7 separate regions of the Mus musculus genome follow, and all the other regions are linked to region 5. The links are chromatin contacts, called in public HiCAR-type, HiChIP or PLAC-seq and promoter capture Hi-C maps. All regions are on one chromosome and are shown on one strand. The core of a region is the stretch at or near the end of the contact, and the rest is flanking DNA. Distances in the headings are between cores, read along the strand shown.

Region 1 (2,700 bases), core at 143-2,642, 2.5 Mb before region 5:
TTTGTTTTGTTTTGTTTTCGAGAAAGGGTTTCTCTATGTAGCCCTGGCTATCTTGGAACTCACTCTGCAGACCAGGCTAGCCTCAGACTCAGAAATCCGCCTGCCTCTGCCTCCCAAGTGCTGGGATTAAAGGCATGCGCCACCACTGCCCGAGGACCCTGGCTATTCTTATGACCAGAGCAAGCCAGTGGTCCTGCACTTACCCCCCAGAGTCAGCGTCATGGTCAGTCTGTACAGGACGTTGTCCATTCCCCCGCCTTTCAAGTGTACTGGGAGGTCATTGTCGGCCTGAGTTGGAGGGGTGAGAACAGGGTTGCTGGCTCCTGCACAGACCTCCACCTGCCCAGCGACCCCCACCCCTCATTAGGTCCAGAGACTCTGTCCCGCCTACCTGGAAGAGCTTCTGCTTCTCTGCCACACGGTTTTCTAAGTGGCTTCTGGTAGATGAGCTAAAAGACCGGACCAGAGCCTGGGAGACCTGGAGGGATAGGAGATGGGTCTGTAGGGAGCACCTGGAGATCTGCCCTCATGTGGATCCCGCAGGAAGGGAGCGCTTTGCGATGTGGGGACTACATTTCTGATGAAGAACTAGGTAAGATATCTTAAGGCAAGATAGTTACTAGTGAGAGCGGGGGTGGGGTGGGGGTTGGGGGTGGGGACATCTGTCAAGACATTGGTGGAAGCCTATTATCCCAGCATTCAAGAGGAAAGCAGGAGTTGGGGCCAGCCTGGGCTACTTAGTAAGCATTTAGAAAATGAGAGGAGGTGTCACATAAGTTGTTACAATTGGGAGGTGGAGGTCGGAGGTCAAGGACATTCAGCTGCATAGCAAGTTAGAGACCAGCCTGGGCTATGGGAGACCCTGTGTCAAAACAAACATACAAACAAACAAACAAACAAACAAAGGAGTGGGGATGGGGAATCGGTGTCTAGAAGCTACAGCTTGGAACTCTCTGCAGGCTGTGAGAGACTCCAGTGCTGAGAATGTGAAATGGGCGCTATGGGGTTTGAAGGAGAGGGCTAGATTAATACCAGAAAATCAGGTTCCAGGGATGGCAAGACTGGCTTGGAAGTTCCATGAGAGTTGGTTTTAGGGCCCCCTGGGATGTTAAGGGGGACTCGGGTAAACGGAGGCTTAAACCCAGGGTTCTGGACCATGTTAAGGATAGTGCTGTCTGGAAGCTCAGGCTGCCAGGGAGGAAGTCCCAGTCTGAAGGGTGCACCTGTTCTAAGACTCCGGATCCTGGCATGTTTAGGTTAGGCATCTGGGTTGTGGGGTTCCCCTCCACCCCGACACAGCCCGTGCTGGGGCCTCACCCGTAGGGCCCTCATTTTGCGTCCTCAGCAGCTCCGAGTCACCTCCCCTCTTCGCCCAAGGACGTGCAGCACTTTACCCTAAGGGAATCCCAAGCCACGCCCACTGACTCCCAGACTGGTGGGGCGTGACCAAATTAGATTTGTCCAATAGGGTCAGAGAGAAAGTGTTCCAACTTGTCAGTCATCGTTTCCGCATTTGGGTTGACCCCAATGACAGTGGCTCAGGGACTTGCCACTCCCTGGCTGTTATCTAGGGTTACCCTGCTGATAATCTGGGAGCCAGTGAGGGCAGAGATAAATGTCTGTCTTCTGAATGAGTGATCACTGCACCTTGGAGCCTTAGTTTCCATATTTGTTTCCTCAGGGCCAAGTCAGGATCTTCCCCAGTGTTCTTGAGGAAACAAGGAGTCACCCCGATACAGATAAAGATATTTACCAGGCCAGAACTGATTTAAGAAATTAAAGAGATAGAGAGAGAGAGAGGGAGGGGGGGAGGGAGGGAGAGAGAGAGAGAGACAGAGAGAGAGACAGAGAGAGAGAGAGAGAGAGAGAGAAAAAGAGAGAGAGAAGGAGGGGGGAGGGGCGGGGGGGGGCTGTGCGGGCGTGATGGCACACGCCTTTAATCCCAGCACTCGGGAGGCAGAGGCAGAGACAGGTGGATTTCTGAGTTCGAGGCCAGCCTGGTCTACAGAGTGAGTTCCAGGACAGCCAGAGCTACACAGAGAAAGAAACCCTGTCTCGAAAAACTAAAAAAAAAAAAAAAAAAAAAAAGAAAAGAAAAAAGAAAAAGAAAAAAGAAAAGCGGGCCGTGGTGACCCAGACCTTTAATTCCTGCACTTCTGAGGCTCACTGTTCTACAATGGTCTACACGGTGAGTTCCAGCCTTGCTACAGGCACTACGTAAAGAGACCCTGTCTCAAAAAAAAAAAAAAAAAAAAAAAAAAAAACAGTTTAAGGACTGACAATGGAGGGCAGGAGAGGTGGCTTGCCGATTAAGAGCACTGACTGCTAGTCCAGAGTACCCTGGTTCAGTTCCTAGCACCTACATGGCTGTTTACCTATGTCTGTAACTGCAGGTCCAGGGGATCCAACATCCTCACAGACACATACATTCGGGCAAAACACCAATGCACATAACAAAATAAAAAAGAATAGACAGTGAACAGATGGAGGAGAGGAGGGTAGGGAGGTAGGGGTCGTGAAGGGGATGGGAGAGATGGAAAGAGCAGAGGGAGAAAGAGTTGTTCCCTTAGAGAAAAATATGGGGCATTTGTATTGTTTTTTTAGCTGAAATTAAGCTTCCTAGATCTTTTCTTTTTTTTTTTTTTTTTTTGGTTTGGTTTAGGTTTTGAGACAGGGTTTCTCTGTATAGCCCTGGCTGTC
Region 2 (2,700 bases), core at 188-2,687, 2.6 Mb before region 5:
AGATACATCTCTGGCCCTGTACAGCATAAATCATAGAAAACAAACAATTAAACATTAAAGTATGTAGAGTTGTTCCTGGCATAAAGTAAGAGTTCAGCAAACAACTTAGATGGAAAAATAATAAGACGGGGTTTGGGAGTTTGGGGGAGGGGTTGTTTTGTTTTGTGTTTCAAGACAGGGTTTTCCTGGCTGTCCTTGAACTCACTCTGTAGACCAGGCTAGCCTTGAACTCAGAGATGTCTGCCTCTGCCTCCCAGGTGTTGGGATTAAATGTCTGCACCACCAGGTAAAACAGATTATTATTAAGACATAGATAAGAAAGATGAGACAGATTCATTTAAGTTGTTTACTGAACATTGACTAAAACTCCAATCCCCTAAATTCCCTCCAGCTCACTAGCTTCCCTCCCCCAGATACTTACTCATTCCCACTATCCTGATATTCACACTGTTCTCTCTACACTCTCTCCTCCTTCTGTTTTCTCTGTTCACTATCTCCTGCTATTACGTTTTAAACCTGACAATAGTTCTGCTATACTGCCTCAACCTTCATTTTGTAGCTCATGACCTTAGTCTGACCTAATGTTCTTTGACTATAACATCATGTTGCTGTATGGAGCCTCGAGACCTATGGAAATTCCCTAGACTTCCTGCCTCTAGACCCAGCCAATCAGCTTAAAGGTCATACAGTACGGCTTTGTCTAGATAGCCAAATGCACCTGTTCGTGGGTTTTCCCATATAAAAACTGGCCCTGAAAACTGGCTAGGGTGTGCATCCCTGATTAATCAGTGTTGATATGTGTGTTCAGTAAACCGTTCCGATACCCTACTGACATTGGTGTCTCCCAGTGGTTTGTGTGGCTAATCCTTAACTTCAACAATATTCTCTCCCCTCTCGCAGACAGCCCTGGCTATGCAGTCTACTTCCTCTCTATTTTGGACTCTTCTAGATGCCTCTGGCTGTCCTCTCTCTCATATCTACAAACAAACAAAAAGTTTTCGCTTGGCCGTACCACGGAGCGGTCATGTCGTCAGTTTATGCACGTTCCAGCCCCCAAAATAGTAAAGATCTTTTTAAAAACTGCTCATCCCTTCCCAATATCCCTCTGCCTTCTGGTGAGCCCCGGGTTCGATCCCTTCGCTCTCAATCTTCCGAGGGCTCAGAACTATCTCCTCCTACACTCTTTCCAGAGTCTAACCGCTTAGGCCCTTCCCCATGCTTCCACTCAAGTTCAGAAATATCCAGGACTGTAAGGCACTCAAAAACTACTCTTTAGAGTGGCCCGGAGCACCAGAGACTCCGCCCACTTCCAGAGCCAGCCAAGATGTACTGCAGTACTGGCCAATCAGATGCGGCAGCGCCGGTGAGCAGGAGGCGGGACTTCTGGCAGACGTGCCAGTAGCCCTGCCCGTTAGCTTCTCAGCACTGTGTGTCGGGGCGGTCCTTCCGGCCAGTGTGGGGCCTCACCGCGACGCCGCGGTCATGAGCCGGCCCAGCCGGTTGCAGAGGCAAGTTCTGAGCCTGTACCGCGAGCTGCTGCGCGCCGGGCGCGGGACGCCGGGCGCCGAGGCGCGGGTGCGGGCCGAGTTCCGGCAGCACGCCAGCCTTCCGCGAACCGACGTGCTGCGTATCGAGTATCTGTATCGCCGGGGTCGGCGCCAGCTACAGCTGCTGCGTTCGGGCCACGCCACGGCCATGGGTACCTTCGTGCGCCCGCGGGGTCCGGCTGAAGAGCCCGGCGACGCGACAGCCCCGGGGACCAGGCTGGATGATGGTGGTGCCCCAAAGAATTCTTGTGAAGATACAGGGGCGCGGGAGACGCGATCCGATGGACGGTGACAGACAGACCTAGAGGAAGGTTCCTTCTGACAGTTTGGGGAGGATCGTGAACTCATCTAAATGGAAGCTGAGATGTCTTGAGAGATAACCGAATTTTCCCGATGCATAGTGAGAGATCAGACACTCCCTCACCAAGGAGGTTCCGGGCATTCTGTGGCACTGGCGGACTGCATAAGACATGCTGTGATACACCAACCCAAAGTCAAAGAGAGAGCACAGGCGCACTTTCTCCTCCCATCGGGGCCGTGGCACCTCTTGACAGACAGCTCTCTTGACTTCTTAAGAACACACCCACCTCCTCACTCCCCGCCCCTTGCTGTTTTTAACGTGGAGAAGACAGACTTTTTGCCGCGCTCGTTTAATAGAATACCCTGATGAACCGTGAGAAACTTGGCAGTCTGACTCGTTGTGAAGAACCGGGTTCATGAGGGAGATTACACTAGCTCATCTCAGCTGATGAGCCTGAGACTCTTGGAGAATCCCTAGTCCCTACTCCTGTTAGTCCTCAGGATTCTTGCATAAAGGAAATAAAAGTGAGGTGTGCTCACTTCCTTGTTGTCTTAACAATCTTGTTGATTCTTTTATTAGGGGTCTTTGCTTTTTCTTTTGAGACAGAGTCTTGTTATATAATATAGCCTAGGCTGGTCTCAGCATTCACCTCCTTCAGACTCAGCCTTCTAAACTCTGAGATTATAGGCATGTACGGCCATGCCAAGGTTGAAGAGGCAGGTGGGAGCAAAGGGGACCCAGCTAAGGCTTGGTGTGTGACAGAAAAAGATTCTGTGACACTTTTTACATAAGACTTTGACCTCACTTGCGTAACCCCATCACAGGAGGCTAGCTCTCTGCTCATCTCTCAGC
Region 3 (2,700 bases), core at 147-2,646, 2.4 Mb before region 5:
AGAAAAATCCACTTCCACAGATGTGCAGAACGTGGTATTTATGTGTGGAAAGTGCTACTCTTCCTGCAGGCTCCCATGCAACACCTTTCATCTCAAAACTTCCTATTTACCATCCTGATCCCAGGTTATTGGCCTCACCACGGGGAATTATGAAAATCTTACCTATTCCATTCCAACATTAGTATCTTTATATTTGCTAAGTTACTACTTCAAATTTTTCTCAAGCAGGCTTGCTGGTACTAATCTGATAATCAAATAGTACATAACTTCCAGGCTTGGTGGTGCACACACCACACGGAATCCCAGCAGTTGGGAGGTTAAAGTAGGGGGAATCACTGCCAAGTTTTAGGCCACCCTGTGCTACGAGAGAGTTCAGAGGCAACTTGGTATAGATAATGAACCTGTCTAAAAAAAAAATTACACATACGTGATCGCACAGCATACCTCAACCATTTAAATATTAACGGTACTACAAGCCAGGTGGTGGAGGCACATGCCTTTAAATCACAGCGGGGGGGCGGGGGGCGGGGGGGCGAGGGGGCGGGGGGGGGCGGGGGGAGAGGGCAGAGGGCAGGGGGCAGGGGGCAGAGGGCAGAGGGCAGAGACAGGTGAATCTCTGAGTTTGAGACCAGCCTGGTCTGCAAAGCGATTTCCAGGACAGCCTGTCTCGGGGGAAAAAAATCCCCCCCCAAAAAAATACACACACAAAATTATGAGAAATTACAGAAGAACACACACGTGTGCTTAGTGATAACCTTTCAAACATCCTTCAGAAAAATCAACCTACTGCTTCACATGTCATTCACGAGGACAGAACATGATAGAATTCCAGGCAAAATCACTCACAATCACGTTCACAAATCACTTTCAATTCTCCAATCTCCTACAGGAGTCATACCCAATCTAAAAATAGACGCAGGCCGCTATAACCCTAAGCAAAATCCCGCCATCCAGCTTTCACATCCAAGAAGATCGCGATCACTTTATGGCTCTCCCTCCCGCCCCCAAATAATCAGGATGAGCTGAGGGAGCCAAACCACAACATGCTCCCCACATCCTCACACGCAACGCTCGTGATGCCCAGGGACCTGTTCCCAGCGACAGAGTGTCCTCGAGTTTAACACGAAAACTACCCCTTCGGGTCACCGGCAGTCATCCTCGGTGTCACGCCCACGGGCCACACCCGAGGCCCTGTGCAGCCGTTGAGTGTCCCGGTCCCGCTTCCTTAACCTTCTTCCTCCCCAAAATTACCAGGCCTGGCTCGGCCTCTCGGTTTCCTCCCCGGTCTTCCCATCTGGATTCGATCTCTCGGTCGCCCTCCAGATCCGGAGCATCCACTGCGGTCCTCAGCCTCTCCCAACGTCTCGAACCGCCCCGCCTCCGCTCAGCCGTCTACGCCTGCGCACTCACGCCGGGGGCTCGCTCTCCCAGGAGCCTCCGGGGCGGCCCGTTAGTTGCCGCGCGCGCCTCTCCCTCGCCCCGCGCTTGCACCAGCGTCCCCTTGGCTGGGGCGGGTGGGAGTCAGCTGCCTGCTACGGTCTGTGGCCGCGCGCGGGAGTGCATGGCTGCGTCAGTGTGGGGTGTGCCCACAGGGGAGCTCTGAGACTGATTCTGATTAGGTTTGGGTGATTGAACGCGGACCGAGCGGTTTGCGATCCCATACTGTGACCAATTGATCTTGTGACAGCACTGTGCTTTGATCCTATTGGGACCGACGCAGCCCCCACCCCCTTTGACTTCTGAGTTTGGTAGAATTTCATTTTGACCACCCTAGGCTGAGAATTATGTCTTGTAACTGTCGAAAAGCGCGAGGGGTGGCCTCTGTTGCATTCTTGTTCAGTCTGTACGCAATGTCTTTCCCAAGGGTAATTCAGAGAACGCATAAGGTTTCTCTTCCTCCGACAGGGAGGTGAGGGTAAAGGGATGGCAATGAAAAGTTCCATGATTTCTTGGAATGTGTGCTGAGGTTTCTGTCACTGCCTCTGTCGCCTCACCGGTGACATTGCCAGACTACACAGCGTGGAGTGACTTGGCTATTAAGGAGAAAGTTGGTATTTGAAACCTAGAACGACGATTCAGGTTTAAAAACCACACAGCCTTGTATGGAGATCTCACAATGGGAGTCGTCGTCGTCGTCCCCCCCCCCCCCAGATTGAAGTGCAAGCGAAGATAGGATATTGAAGTTCTAAGGATAGGATTCCAAAGATTGTTTTAGAAGTTATGTGTCATTAATAATTTTCCAAGGATTTATATCCAATATGATGCATTAATCAGTTATTCCATAGACGAAGCCACACCGATTGATTCTATTTTGGACCAAATACTGTTCCATCTGAAAGTGCTACTTAATCTCAATTGTATGATTTTCTTGTGAAGGAAAACCCTACTATCAAAAAGGTTATTGTATTGATGAAATGCGATTTTTAAAATGTACTAGACTTTGTAGCTGATTCGCTCTGTTCTTAGTGCAGGACTCTGTCAATTTTTCAACCCATTTCCTCACGTTGTTCAAAATAGATTTCTTTCCCAATACTTTAGGAAAAAAAAAATTGCTAAGGCTGGCCAGTGGTGGCACATGCCTTTAATCCCAACACTTGGGAGGCAGAGGCAGGTGGATTTCTGAGTTCGAGGCCAGCCTGGTCTACAGAGTGAGTTCCAGGACAGCCAAGGCTACACAGAGAAACCCTGTCTCAAAAAACC
Region 4 (2,700 bases), core at 130-2,629, 2.7 Mb before region 5:
TCCCTTTATTTAGGAAAAAAAAAAAAAAGGTCCTATTATTGTGGCTAGGGCAATCTAGAACTCATTCTGTAGCCCAGGTAGGTCTTGATCCTTCTACCTCTGCCTCCGGAGTAGCTGGGATGACAAGCCTGCGCCACTAGGCTCAGCACCACTGAGAAGTTTTTAGGGGCCCTTAAGCATCTGTCCCCACCCTATAGTTTACCTCCATCACCAGGGGAAATGGGCCTGACCGGCCTGGGTCTGACGGAGGGTAGAAATCAGGAGTCAGGAAGCCTTCAGAAGCAGAGAATGGGAAAGAGCCCTCTGTATAGGTAGCATGGATGCTAGGGTCCCAGTCTGCAAAGCCTGAAGGGGGAGCCAGGTTGCCAGGTCCGGAATCCACAGTCTCTTGGAAGGCAGGGAAATGAGTATGGCCTGAAACAGAGAGGGTGGTCAGAACCAGCCTGTTATTACAGCCTGGAGACATGGCCAGGGAAGGTAAACCTGGAGTCTCCAGAGGTCCTGAGACACTGAGGAGCTGGGTCCTCCAGTCCTGGGGCATCAGCAAGCTGCGATGCCAGGCCTACTGGATCTCAAGCAACTGGGATCTGAAGTCCTGGAGTCTTAAACCCTGGATGCTTGAAGGACACTATTCATGGACTACTGGGCTACTGAAAACCAACGTCAAATTCCAGGGGTTTTGGTTATAAGACAAGGTGTCTTAGATAGCTCTAGGTGGCCTGGAACTTGCTAGTAAAAAAAAAAAACCACATGACCTCAAACCCAATGGCAATCCGCCCCCCCTCAACTCCGGAGTACTGGGAATATAGACATGTGCAACGATGGCAGGCTGGTCATCAAAATTTCCCATATGGCTCAAGAATAATGAGAGCTGCCTGACTCCTCGGTCCCCAAAGGTCTAAGAGCTGGGATGCCTGAGTCTAAGAGAAGCTGGGCTAGGAGCTAACTTTATTCTTACCTGGCTCTGCCTCATTCACAGATGGAGTCAGTGGCTGGACCAGAGGAGGGGAGAAGTGTCCCTGCAATGTAAAGGAAATGAATTTATGAATCTGGAAGATTCTTCCAGGTCTGTCCCCCACCTGCAGAGCCTCAGAGTCAGGACTACAACTCCCATCTCCCCCAGCGCACATGGCGACTTCCAGAGACTCACCGGCACCCCAGCAGCCTCTGGCTGCTGCTGTCGGCGCCTCTGTTCTTCCAGAAGCTTCTTTACCGTCTGTGTTGGGCAGTGACTACGCTCAGGCCGACTCACTGTGTGTGGGAAGACAGAAGGAAGTCATCAGGAATGTTTAAGTCACCCGAATGCAGCCTCGGTGGCAGCGGTGGGTGGCTGGGAGTGCATGTGGGCGCCCTCCTTTCCTTCGAGCGAGCTGGAGAACTACAAAGCCAACAGAAGATGTTGAGTGCAGGGCCCCGCCTCCGCCATTTCCTTCCTTTTCCTCCACGCTTTTCCTCCGCACCAACTTTCCACCACCGTAGTGGAAACTGAGGAAGTGGGGAGGCTAGCACTTCTCTGAAGCATCTATCTTCTCCGGAGACACCGGGCTCCTCGGAAGCACCACCACATCCGTTAAAAATCCCAACCTAGGCGACCAGGTCCTAACACTAGGAGTGGAGGACTGGGGTTTGCTAATCTCAACTTCCCGAAAAGGCATTTCCAGGTTCCCAATATCTCTGTTTTAACTAGGAGTAGAGGCACACCCCTGCAATCCCAGCGAGGTGGTGGCAGAGGGTCAGGTGTTAAGGCCAGACTCATCTATAAACGAAGTGAGAGGCCAACCTGGACTACCTGAGACCTCTGTCTCAAAACAACAACAAAATGTTTCTCTGTTCTAGAATCTGACATGTGGGGCTGGGCGCAAGGCTGGGTGGATGGTAGAACGTAAGCCCAGAGTCCTCAGCACAGGAAAGGGTGAGTTGCTCCTCTCCAAGTCTTGGGATCACCACTCTTGCTCTAGCCTCTCTGCCAGGATCCACCAAATCAGTAGCGGTGTAGTTCCTCAATGATCCAGGGATCTGGAGTCGCAAAGCTCCCGCCCCCACCTCGGCAAACTTGGGAATAGCAGGGACCAACCATCCCGGAGATGCCCCTGTATCCCATTGGCACAATCCATTCACCCAGAACCCAAGAGTACAGACCCTCAGTCTCCTCTGAGACCTGAAAATCCGGTTCCCTCGACCCAAGAAGAGCAAATCCCCAGCCCAGACTTCCCAGCTCAGACTCCAGCGCGAGAAGGGTTAAAGTCAGCCGAGGACTGACTCGGAAACCCTCGAGACGAGACGCCGCGCGCTGACGTCACGGCGCTAACGCAAGGGAATCTTCCACCTCCCAGTTCCGCTCCGCACGCGCGCGCCGCAGGTGTCTGGCTCGGAGGCGGGGCACGCAGCGAAGCGCGGCGCCCGTGGAATCCCCGCGCACGGGGAATTCCTGTTCGGCCCGGGCACCCTGCACCAGTGGTGCTCTGGGAAGTCCCAGGGCGGGGCTGCTCTCTACCAGAGTGGACTCCTGAGGTCCAGCGCCCGACCTTCGAGGCCCAAACCTGCGTCCATAACCGCAATTTCAAGGATGCAATGCAGCCCCTCCTTGGGTGAAGGAGTCCGGGTCACTTCGTCCTCTTAGAGAACCCCCGGTATCAGGCCTCTCAGTCCTTGCACCCCAACTCCCAAGGATGTCCAACACTCCCAAGGACTCAGAAGTCC
Region 5 (2,700 bases), core at 162-2,661:
CCATTTAGGATCACCAAACTGGAAAGACCCAGGATTCTACCCCCTGACGTTTATAGTTCTTGGACAAGCCACTGACGTTATACAGGACTCACCTTCTGCATTCTATACATAGAAAGGCAGCATTCTAAAAACATGGTGCTGAGGATAAGTTAGAAAAATATATAGGCAGGTAGAGAAACGGCCTTCCTGCCAGGGTTGTTTCCTTCCTTAGAGAAAGGTTAGAAGGACAAATGCCTAGGCAAAATGTTAAGATGAGAGGACCCATAAGTCTTATAAAATGCTAAACACAGAGCCCTTGTAACGACTCCCAACTCAGCGATTGTCAGCTTGCCTCAATAAAGCTCCACACACGCACACCTTTGTCCCTCTCAGTCAGTTCTTTGCCTGTCCCACAAATAAACTCAACCAGAATCTTAGTTACCGTAGGGGGCAAAGATGGGTCAGCTCTAAAGGGCATATGCTGCTTTTGCGGAGAACCTGAATTTGGGTCCCCAGCACCCACATGGGGTGGCTCACAACCGCCTGTGACTGAAGTTTCCAGGAGATCCAACGCCCTCTTTGGGTGCGTGCACGCACGCACGCGCGCGCGCACACACACACACACACAATTTAAAAATACGATCACTGACAGTGTTTGTTTTTCAATTTTTCAATTTCTTTTAAACTGCCCTTGACTCTTGCTTTGCCATTTATAATTTAGCAATCTTGAACAAAGTGAGTTTGTTTCTCTGAGTCACCTGTAAATGAGGCTCTTCGTGAAGATTTAATGACATCATCTGAGCAAAGCCCCCACCCCCGGAAACCCCTCCTTTCAGCCCCCTCTCTCCAAACTGAAGCTCATTATAGGAGGCAGAAGAGTATAGACAAGTTCTTACTGCAGATGCCAGTGATCCCATAGCTGGTGAGGCAAGCAAATCTGGCTATGAAATCTTCGAGACAGTACACTTCGCCCTCCAGCCTGCTCCTGCCCAAAGAGGCAGCACAAGTCTGTGCGTTAACTTGCTCCAGTCACCCATTGCTCTCTGAAGCAGGTGGTTCAAGGAGCGCAATGGTCCACGAACGAACTACATTTCCCAGCATGCACTTCCAGCCAGGGACCCTAGAGACTATCCTGCGAACCTTGTCCGAACCGCTTTAGGAGTATCGGTCCGTAATCTCCATTCATTCAGCTCCTATGTTTCCCTTGGCTAAATGAGTCAGTTACCGTGAACTCCAACATGAACGGGTCTCCTGCAGGGCTTGTAGAAAGCGTTGGTTCATTCGCCCTGATAGGAGATAGGGCCTAAGGACCAGGGCTCATGTAGCCTGGGACGAACCCAAGGCCTCGCAGCTTGGGACTACAACTCCCAGGCGGCATCGCGGCGGCAGCATAAACACGTCACTGGACACCGCCAAGAGCCCCGGCGGGGAGAGGGACTTAGGGGGCCGACCAGGAGCCGGCTGAGGAGGATGGGGGCCGCCCACGCGTTCCTCGCGTGAGGAGGCCGAGGGGCGCGCCACCCCATCCCGGGGCGGCCGCCCCCGGGGCGCCGCCATCCCTGCCCGGCCCTGCGGTCGTGGCTGAGGATGCGGAGCCGGGGGCCGCCGGTGGAGCTGCGCGGGGTGAGAGGCGCGGGGAGGGGCGGCCGCTTGCTGCCCTCGGCCTCGGCCTCCGCCGGCGGGCCCCGCTCGACCCGGCCCTCCCTGCGCCCTGACATCGTTGGGGACAGGTGAACCTAACGCCTCTCCTGCACAGCCAAATCCGAGGGATCGGTCCTATCGTTTGAAAAAGGTGTTTTTTAGGTTTTTGGGGTTTTTTTTCTTTTTAATTCCTTCGCTCCAGCGGAGGCCCCTCCCCCAGCTATGGTCCCCAGGAGCCCCCCGGGGTCCGCAGGGACTGTCTCCCATCCCGGCCTCCCGGCCCCGCGCTCAGCATTCCGCGGGCAGCCTGCGTGAAGCGGCCTCCCGCAGCCCCCGGCCCCTCCCCCATGGAGGAGGAGGAGGGGGCGGCGGCCAGAGAGTGGGGCGCGACCCCCGCGGGGCCAGTGTGGACCGCCGTGTTCGACTACGAGGCGGTGGGCGACGAGGAGCTGACCCTGCGGAGAGGCGACCGCGTCCAGGTGCTTTCCCAGGACTGTGCGGTGTCTGGAGATGAGGGCTGGTGGACAGGGCAGCTGCCCAGCGGCCGTGTGGGCGTCTTCCCCAGCAACTACGTGGCCCCCGCTGCACCCGCCGCACCCTCAGACCTCCAGCTGCCACAGGAGATCCCCTTCCACGAGCTGCAGCTGGAGGAGATCATCGGTGTCGGGGGCTTTGGCAAAGTCTATCGCGCCGTATGGCGTGGAGAGGAAGTAGCGGTCAAGGCCGCTCGGCTGGACCCTGAACGGGACCCGGCAGTGACAGCGGAGCAGGTCCGCCAGGAGGCCCGGCTCTTTGGAGCCCTGCAGCACCCCAACATCATTGCCCTGAGGGGCGCCTGCCTCAGCCCCCCAAACCTCTGCCTGGTGATGGAATATGCTCGGGGAGGTGCATTGAGCAGGGTACTGGCAGGTCGCCGGGTCCCCCCTCATGTGCTGGTCAACTGGGCTGTGCAGGTGGCTCGGGGCATGAACTATCTACACAATGATGCCCCTGTGCCCATCATTCACCGGGACCTCAAGTCCATCAACAGTAAGTGGTATCCTCTCTCCCAAAACTCTTCCGCTGAATCTTATGAGGCCA
Region 6 (2,700 bases), core at 92-2,591, 2.6 Mb before region 5:
CTGGGCTAAAAATCAAACCCTTCCAACAAACATTTGATGGACAATAGTATGTGTTAGGCATTAGTCTAGCAACCTAGGAATAACAGGAAATGGGATAAAATTTGTTGGCTTCAGGGAGGGGCTGACATTCTAGTGGTGGGGACACCGTTGCATACCTCAACCTGTGATGCCCCAGAAAACCGTTTAAAGAGAAAAATAAGCCAAAAAATGAACAGGGAGAATGATGTGTGTGCACATCCCTCTCACCCCTTCCGCTCCCAAGGTAGCAATGAACTATCTACAGCTTCATAGCAGTAGCTCCCAAGACTCAAAGCTGGACCAACCCCGCCCCTCCCAGGGCCACGCCCCATGTTCGAATCTCCCAGGCCAATTGTCCCTGCCCAGGCGCCCCAAAGTGTTGGAGCCCTAATGTACTTATGTGTAGCTGTCCTACCCTGGCCAGTCCTGCCCAGTCAGCAATAACACTTGAGTCTGGGCCAAACCCTGTCCGGGTCCCCGAGCAATCCATCCGCCTCACGTCATCCCAGGGAAGAGCAACACTGCAACACGTGACAGGGGAAACTGAGGGCGCATGCGTACAAAATGTTCCTCGTGCTACCGCGGCTACGCCCCAATCACGGGATGGAGAGCAGCTGGCTACAATCTTCGCAATCCTAAACCTCACTATTTGTATAGGCAAGAGTAGGGCGGTGTTGTTCCCGACCCCAAGCCCACGGCTCTTTGGCTTCACCCTACCCCTATATCCATGAGACTGGTACAGCTTGAATAACTTCCCGGGACTGTTGCAAAAGACAGGATGAGCTCCATCAAAGTTAAAAGCTGTGTGTCTATGAACAGAGAAAGCACAGGTTAGTAGAGAAACCCAGCCAGACTCAGTAAGCAGTGAAATAGACAGGCCCTGGCCCCACCTTCCTTTAGCTCCGCCTCTTATCTCCCATTGGGCAATGAGCCTACCCGGAAGCTTTGTGATTGGCCAGCCGGGGTGCCGGCTGCGTCCAATGGGCGGTGGCGCCGGCTTTCCCGCGGCCATTCGCTATTCGAGTGGGTGCTGGCTACAGGCGGCTGTTAAGAAGCGTAACGGACACTGGTCTCCGACAGCATGATGGCTGCCTTAGCGGCCGGAGGTTATACGCGGAGTGACACGATAGAAAAGCTGTCCTCTGTCATGGCGGGAGTTCCGGCGCGGAGAAACCAGTCCTCCCCGCCTCCTGCCCCACCGCTCTGCCTCCGGCGGCGGACGCGACTCGCGGCGGCTCCCGAGGACACTGTGCAGAACCGGGTGAGAGGCTGGTCGTCCTGTTTACCCAACTCCGGGCTTCTCTGCCACCTTGGTCCCGCCTCGGGGCCTCGGTCCCTCCCATCGCTTCTTTATTTGCTCCCTCAGGCGGCTTCCCAGGCCCGCCTGGTCCGGAAGCCCCGCCCCCTTGGCAGAGGCTTTCCCCCTGCGTTCCTGCTGGCTTCAGGGTTTGGTGCTGCCCATCTTTCTGGCTCCACTTAGAGTTGGCACATTGCTTTATTTTAGTTCTAACTCCCGGGAAATGGTTTTGCATTTACAAATCATCTCTAATATCACTTTACTGTTCAGTGAGTGACCTAAGACACTTATCCCTTTCATTCCAGTGTGTCTTTGATTTTATTGGAATAGGGCTGGGGACCACTGCAGCCACCAGTGTGCTGTATCGGAGTCTGAGCGAGAGGCTGGCCTGTTGGCTCTTGCCACGCCTCCTCTGTAGCGCCTCGGGGTAAGGTGTGCTCTTCCAGGCCCCTATTTGGTTAACATTCCCCTGGTTTTGTTGTTGTTATATTGTTGTGGGTTTTGTTGTTGTTGTTATATTGTTGTGGTTTTTTTGTTTTTTGTTTTTGTTGTTTGTTTTTTCCTTTTGAGACAGGATTTCTTTGTGACTGAATTCATTCTGTAGACCAGCAGGCTGGCTGTGAGCTCTGAGATCTACCTTTCTGCCTCCGGAGTACTTGCCTGGCTTATTTGCGTAACATTTCTTGGTCTTCCTTCCTTTTTCTGTTCCTGATTTCTTTCCTGTTCCTTCACTAGAACTGATTTTTATCTACTTACGGCTTAAAATTATGGAGAATGTAAAAATCTTAGCACTGCTGCCTGGGGAGCAGGGTGTACAAAACAGTTCCACAAAATTTGAGTCACAGAAAGAAATGACTTTGGGTAGAAGGAATGCTATTAGTAAAACTTTTTTTTTTTTTTTTTTTGGTCAGGGTTTCTCCGTGTAGCCTTGGCTGACCTGGAACTGGCTGTGTAGACCAGACTGGCTGAGGTCAACTTTTGAGAGTTCATTCTCCCAGAGTCAGCTTTGGCCCCAAGGGCTTTTACCTACGGAGCTATTGGCTACTAGTCTAGAGGCAGTGGGACCTGGGAGAATGGAGTCATAAATGAGGCAAGCTAAAGTCTCCTGTAGTAGCCAACTTTAGTCTGAGCAGCAGACAGTTTGTACCCTGAGGGTTAAGAGGAGTCACAAGGACAAGTGACACACATGGCAAAAACATGTTTTTCCATCGAGACATATAAAGAAATAACAATACTTAGTGTAATGAATAATCTGAAATAGACTCACTCCTATCTCCTACACCTGGAGGGGCACAAAACCAGGAACAATTCAGTTCTGTGTTTTTGAAGAAACTGAGATCATGAGATTCTTGGCTTGGTTTCTTGGAGTTTTCTTACAAGCACCC
Region 7 (2,700 bases), core at 195-2,694, 3.0 Mb before region 5:
ATTTATTTATTTTATGTGTATGAGTGCATAATAGCTGTCTTCAGATCCGGGTGGTGGTGGCGCACGCCTTTAATCCCAGAACTTGGGAGGCAGAGGCCAGCCTGGTCTACAAAGTGAGTTCCAGGACAGCCAGGGCTACACAGAGAAACCCTGTCTCAAAAAACCAAAAGAAAAAAAAAAAAAAAAACTGTCTTCAGACACACCAGAAGAGGGCATTAGATCCCATTACAGATGGTTGGGAGTCACCATGTGGTTGCTGAGAATTGAACCCAGGTCCTCTGGAAGAGCATCTGGTACTCTTAACCGCTGAGCCATCTCTACAGCCCCAGATGCTGGTCTCTTTTGTTTGTTTGTTTGTTTGTTTTTTTCCAAGACAGGGTTTCTCTGTGTAGCCCTGGCTGTCCTGGAACTCACTCTGTAGACCAGGCTGGCCTCGAACTCAGAAATCCACCTGCCTCTGCCTCCCGAGTGCTGGGATTAAAGGCGTGCGCCACCACACCCGGCTCAGCTGGTCTCTTCTTAATCACCGCTAATTTCTTAGCTCCAGCTAACCAGCATCAATTGTCCCAGTAGTCTCTTCTCTTTTTCACTCTAAAGCCAGAGCCACATGCTGGAACATCACCCCACCCCCAACCCCATTCTATTACCAGCTTTCTGTTTTCCACCTCCCTCATTGCCTAAGCTTGGCTGTCCTGGAACTTGCTCTGTAGATTGACCTTAAATCCAGAGATCTGCATGGCTATCTCCTAAATTATGGGATTAAAGACATGTACCTCCACACTTCTCTCTAGATATCTCTAGTATAAAAGCCAATATTTGGGGGGCTGGAGAGATGGCTCAGCAGTTAAGAGCACTGACTGCTCTTCCAGAGGTCCTGAGTTCAATTCCCAGCAACAACATGGTGGCTTACAACCATCTGTAATGGGATCTGACACCCTCTTCTGGTGTGTCTGACAGCTACAGTGTAGTTAGATATAATAATAAATAAATCTTTTTTAAAAGCCAATATTTTGTTCTGTATCCATAATCCCAGCACTTGAAAGCCTATGTCAACCTAGGAAGTTCCATACCTGGGCTCAAAACCAAACCAAACCCCAAAATGAAAAAAAGAAAACCATGGAGGTAGTCAGTAAAATTAAATTTTATTCAAAAAAAGAATAATGAACTGACCCCTGGCAGTGTATCTGTCCACCGAGTGCAAAAGACTCCTACCCTGGCTTTGCAGTGTTTACAAACTTCTGGAAGGACCTCCGAACTTCCGTGCCTCCTCAAAGTTCCGGCTTCCACAGCGGGGTGGGTCAAAGTGACGTTGCTTCGCTCTCATTCGCCCACCTTTCTCTACGAGGGCGGGGCCTATCCGTACAGCCGCGTCTGTCAGATTAGAGGCCCTTCCGGGGCCCTGACTTTCCGACACTCTAATTGGCTTTTGCTCGCTCTGGGGGTGTGGCCAAGTCTCAGCCCCTGTTCTTAAACTACGTCCTCACGCAGCGCATCCGTCGCGGTAGTCCATACGTCATCGGCCGGCTCCCACCCTGAGACGACAGGGACTCGACCGTAGAACCCGCTGCGGCTGCTGGAAGGAGCGGTGAAGGCTATGGCATCAGCGATGGCCGGAGCAGGGCCGGCTCCGGGACTCCCGGTGGCGGGAGGGCCGGTGGTCCCGGGGCCTGGTGTCGGCATCCCGGGCAAGAGCGGCGAGGAACGCTTGAAAGAAATGGAGGCGGAGATGGCCCTGTAAGGCCCTGAGTAGGAGAAATAAAAGCTGTTCCCGGGCAAACCCAATTAACCCTGTAGCCTCCAGGTCTTCAGAAGGTTGAGATGTGGTTCCATAAGGGGCCGTGGGACCCGAGGGATGCGGGGAGGCATTAGCTGGGATGAAGGCGCGGTGGAGAAGTACCCAGCACCTCAGGCTTGGTGAGACCTGACCTATGGTATCTGTCCCGCTCCCCCAGGTTTGAGCAAGAAGTATTGGGAGCTCCGGTGACCGGAATCCCAACTGCTGTGCCTGCGGTGCCCACGGTAGAAGCGATGCAGGTCCCCCCAGCTCCTGTGATCCGCCCAATTATCGCCACCAACACATACCAACAGGTAAGGTGAGAGCTACAGCTTGAGTCGGGAGAACAGAATGGTTTGGTCCCAATAAGGGCTTATCTATGGACAGCGATTGATGTTTTGGCTGGCATGACCACTTAAGTGCCAGGGACTCAGGATGCAAGACAGTATATTTAATCCATTGGAAACTAATATTCTACAGTGCCTGTCCGGTAGAACTTTCTGCAGTGTTAGATTATTCTATATAAACATCTCTTGAGCCAGGCATGGTGGCGCACACCTTTAATCCCAGCACTCGGGAGGCAGAGGCAGGTGGATTTCTGAGTTCGAGGCCAGTCTGGTCTACAGAGTGAGTTCCAGGACAGCCAGGGCTATACAGAGAAACCCTGTCTCGAAAAACAAACAAAAAAAAAAATCTCTTGAAAGTTTTTATTCACAGATTTGGGGTGTAGTTCAGTGGTAGAGCACTTAGCCTGGCAGAGTCCTATTTTCTAAGCCCACTACCACCACAAAAAAACCAAAACAATATTAAAATGTATATCTGTGTTGTCATTCCCAAGACTCATGGATAATATTCCAGGTGCTTAATAGTCAGCTGTAAGAAAGAAGCCGAGGAAAGAAGGAAACAGGGGGGAACTATTTAGAGGA

The links. Promoter capture Hi-C pulls out the DNA fragments that hold promoters and counts their contacts. HiCAR-type assays count read pairs that join an accessible place to other places. HiChIP or PLAC-seq counts read pairs in DNA pulled down with a chosen protein or histone mark. Capture Hi-C pulls out chosen DNA fragments and counts their contacts.
Region 1: a HiCAR-type map of astrocytes shows a contact between it and region 5, with 7 times the contacts expected there. The contact joins the promoter of Cox7a1 here to the promoter of Map3k10 in region 5. A contact is called at or near these places in 3 of 39 promoter capture datasets (hippocampal neurons, liver and pre-B cells) and 1 of 115 datasets of contacts at active chromatin or transcription factors (astrocytes).
Region 2: a promoter capture Hi-C map of liver shows a contact between it and region 5, with 5 times the contacts expected there. The contact joins the promoter of Sdhaf1 here to the promoter of Map3k10 in region 5. A contact is called at or near these places in 2 of 39 promoter capture datasets (cranial neural crest and hippocampal neurons) and 1 of 9 other capture datasets (liver).
Region 3: a contact with region 5 is called in a promoter capture Hi-C map of liver, with 7 times the contacts expected there. The contact joins the promoter of Zfp382 here to the promoter of Map3k10 in region 5. A contact is called at or near these places in 1 of 39 promoter capture datasets (liver) and 1 of 115 datasets of contacts at active chromatin or transcription factors (astrocytes).
Region 4: an H3K27ac HiChIP or PLAC-seq map of double positive thymocytes shows a contact between it and region 5, with 6 times the contacts expected there. The contact joins the promoter of Nfkbid here to the promoter of Map3k10 in region 5. A contact is called at or near these places in 1 of 39 promoter capture datasets (liver) and 3 of 115 datasets of contacts at active chromatin or transcription factors (astrocytes, double positive thymocytes and stem cell-derived neural progenitor cells).
Region 6: a promoter capture Hi-C map of liver shows a contact between it and region 5, with 4 times the contacts expected there. The contact joins the promoter of Thap8 here to the promoter of Map3k10 in region 5. A contact is called at or near these places in 2 of 39 promoter capture datasets (cranial neural crest and liver).
Region 7: a contact with region 5 is called in a promoter capture Hi-C map of hippocampal neurons, with 2.8 times the contacts expected there. The contact joins the promoter of Rbm42 here to the promoter of Map3k10 in region 5. A contact is called at or near these places in 2 of 39 promoter capture datasets (cranial neural crest and hippocampal neurons) and 1 of 115 datasets of contacts at active chromatin or transcription factors (astrocytes).

What each region holds. Positions count from the first base shown.
Region 1 is chr7:30,182,863-30,185,562 of GRCm38.p6, reverse strand. It overlaps Cox7a1 (cytochrome c oxidase subunit 7A1), which reads right to left and starts at 1,392. Exons shown (of 4, transcript NM_009944.3): 1 at 1,318-1,392; 2 at 392-478; 3 at 204-288. The coding sequence starts at 1,332.
Region 2 is chr7:30,321,112-30,323,811 of GRCm38.p6, reverse strand. Sdhaf1 (succinate dehydrogenase complex assembly factor 1) reads left to right here and starts at 1,437. Exons shown (of 1, transcript NM_001033140.3): 1 at 1,437-2,403. The coding sequence starts at 1,483. The coding sequence ends at 1,839.
Region 3 is chr7:30,120,628-30,123,327 of GRCm38.p6, reverse strand. Zfp382 (zinc finger protein 382) reads right to left here and starts at 1,396. Exons shown (of 5, transcript NM_001081007.2): 1 at 1,252-1,396. The coding sequence starts at 1,294.
Region 4 is chr7:30,421,954-30,424,653 of GRCm38.p6, reverse strand. Nfkbid (nuclear factor of kappa light polypeptide gene enhancer in B cells inhibitor, delta) reads right to left here and starts at 1,379. Exons shown (of 11, transcript NM_172142.4): 1 at 1,151-1,379; 2 at 959-1,019; 3 at 203-414. The coding sequence starts at 208.
Region 5 is chr7:27,673,292-27,675,991 of GRCm38.p6, reverse strand. Map3k10 (mitogen-activated protein kinase kinase kinase 10) reads left to right here and starts at 1,411. Exons shown (of 10, transcript NM_001290528.1): 1 at 1,411-2,649. The coding sequence starts at 1,968. It also overlaps a transcript of Zfp607b not described here.
Region 6 is chr7:30,278,735-30,281,434 of GRCm38.p6, reverse strand. Thap8 (THAP domain containing 8) reads right to left here and starts at 1,341. Exons shown (of 3, transcript NR_144498.1): 1 at 955-1,341; 2 at 736-827. Wdr62 (WD repeat domain 62) reads left to right here and starts at 1,025. Exons shown (of 33, transcript NM_146186.4): 1 at 1,025-1,279. The coding sequence starts at 1,103.
Region 7 is chr7:30,648,972-30,651,671 of GRCm38.p6, reverse strand. It overlaps Rbm42 (RNA binding motif protein 42), which reads left to right and starts at 1,444. Exons shown (of 10, transcript NM_133693.2): 1 at 1,444-1,734; 2 at 1,953-2,088. The coding sequence starts at 1,595.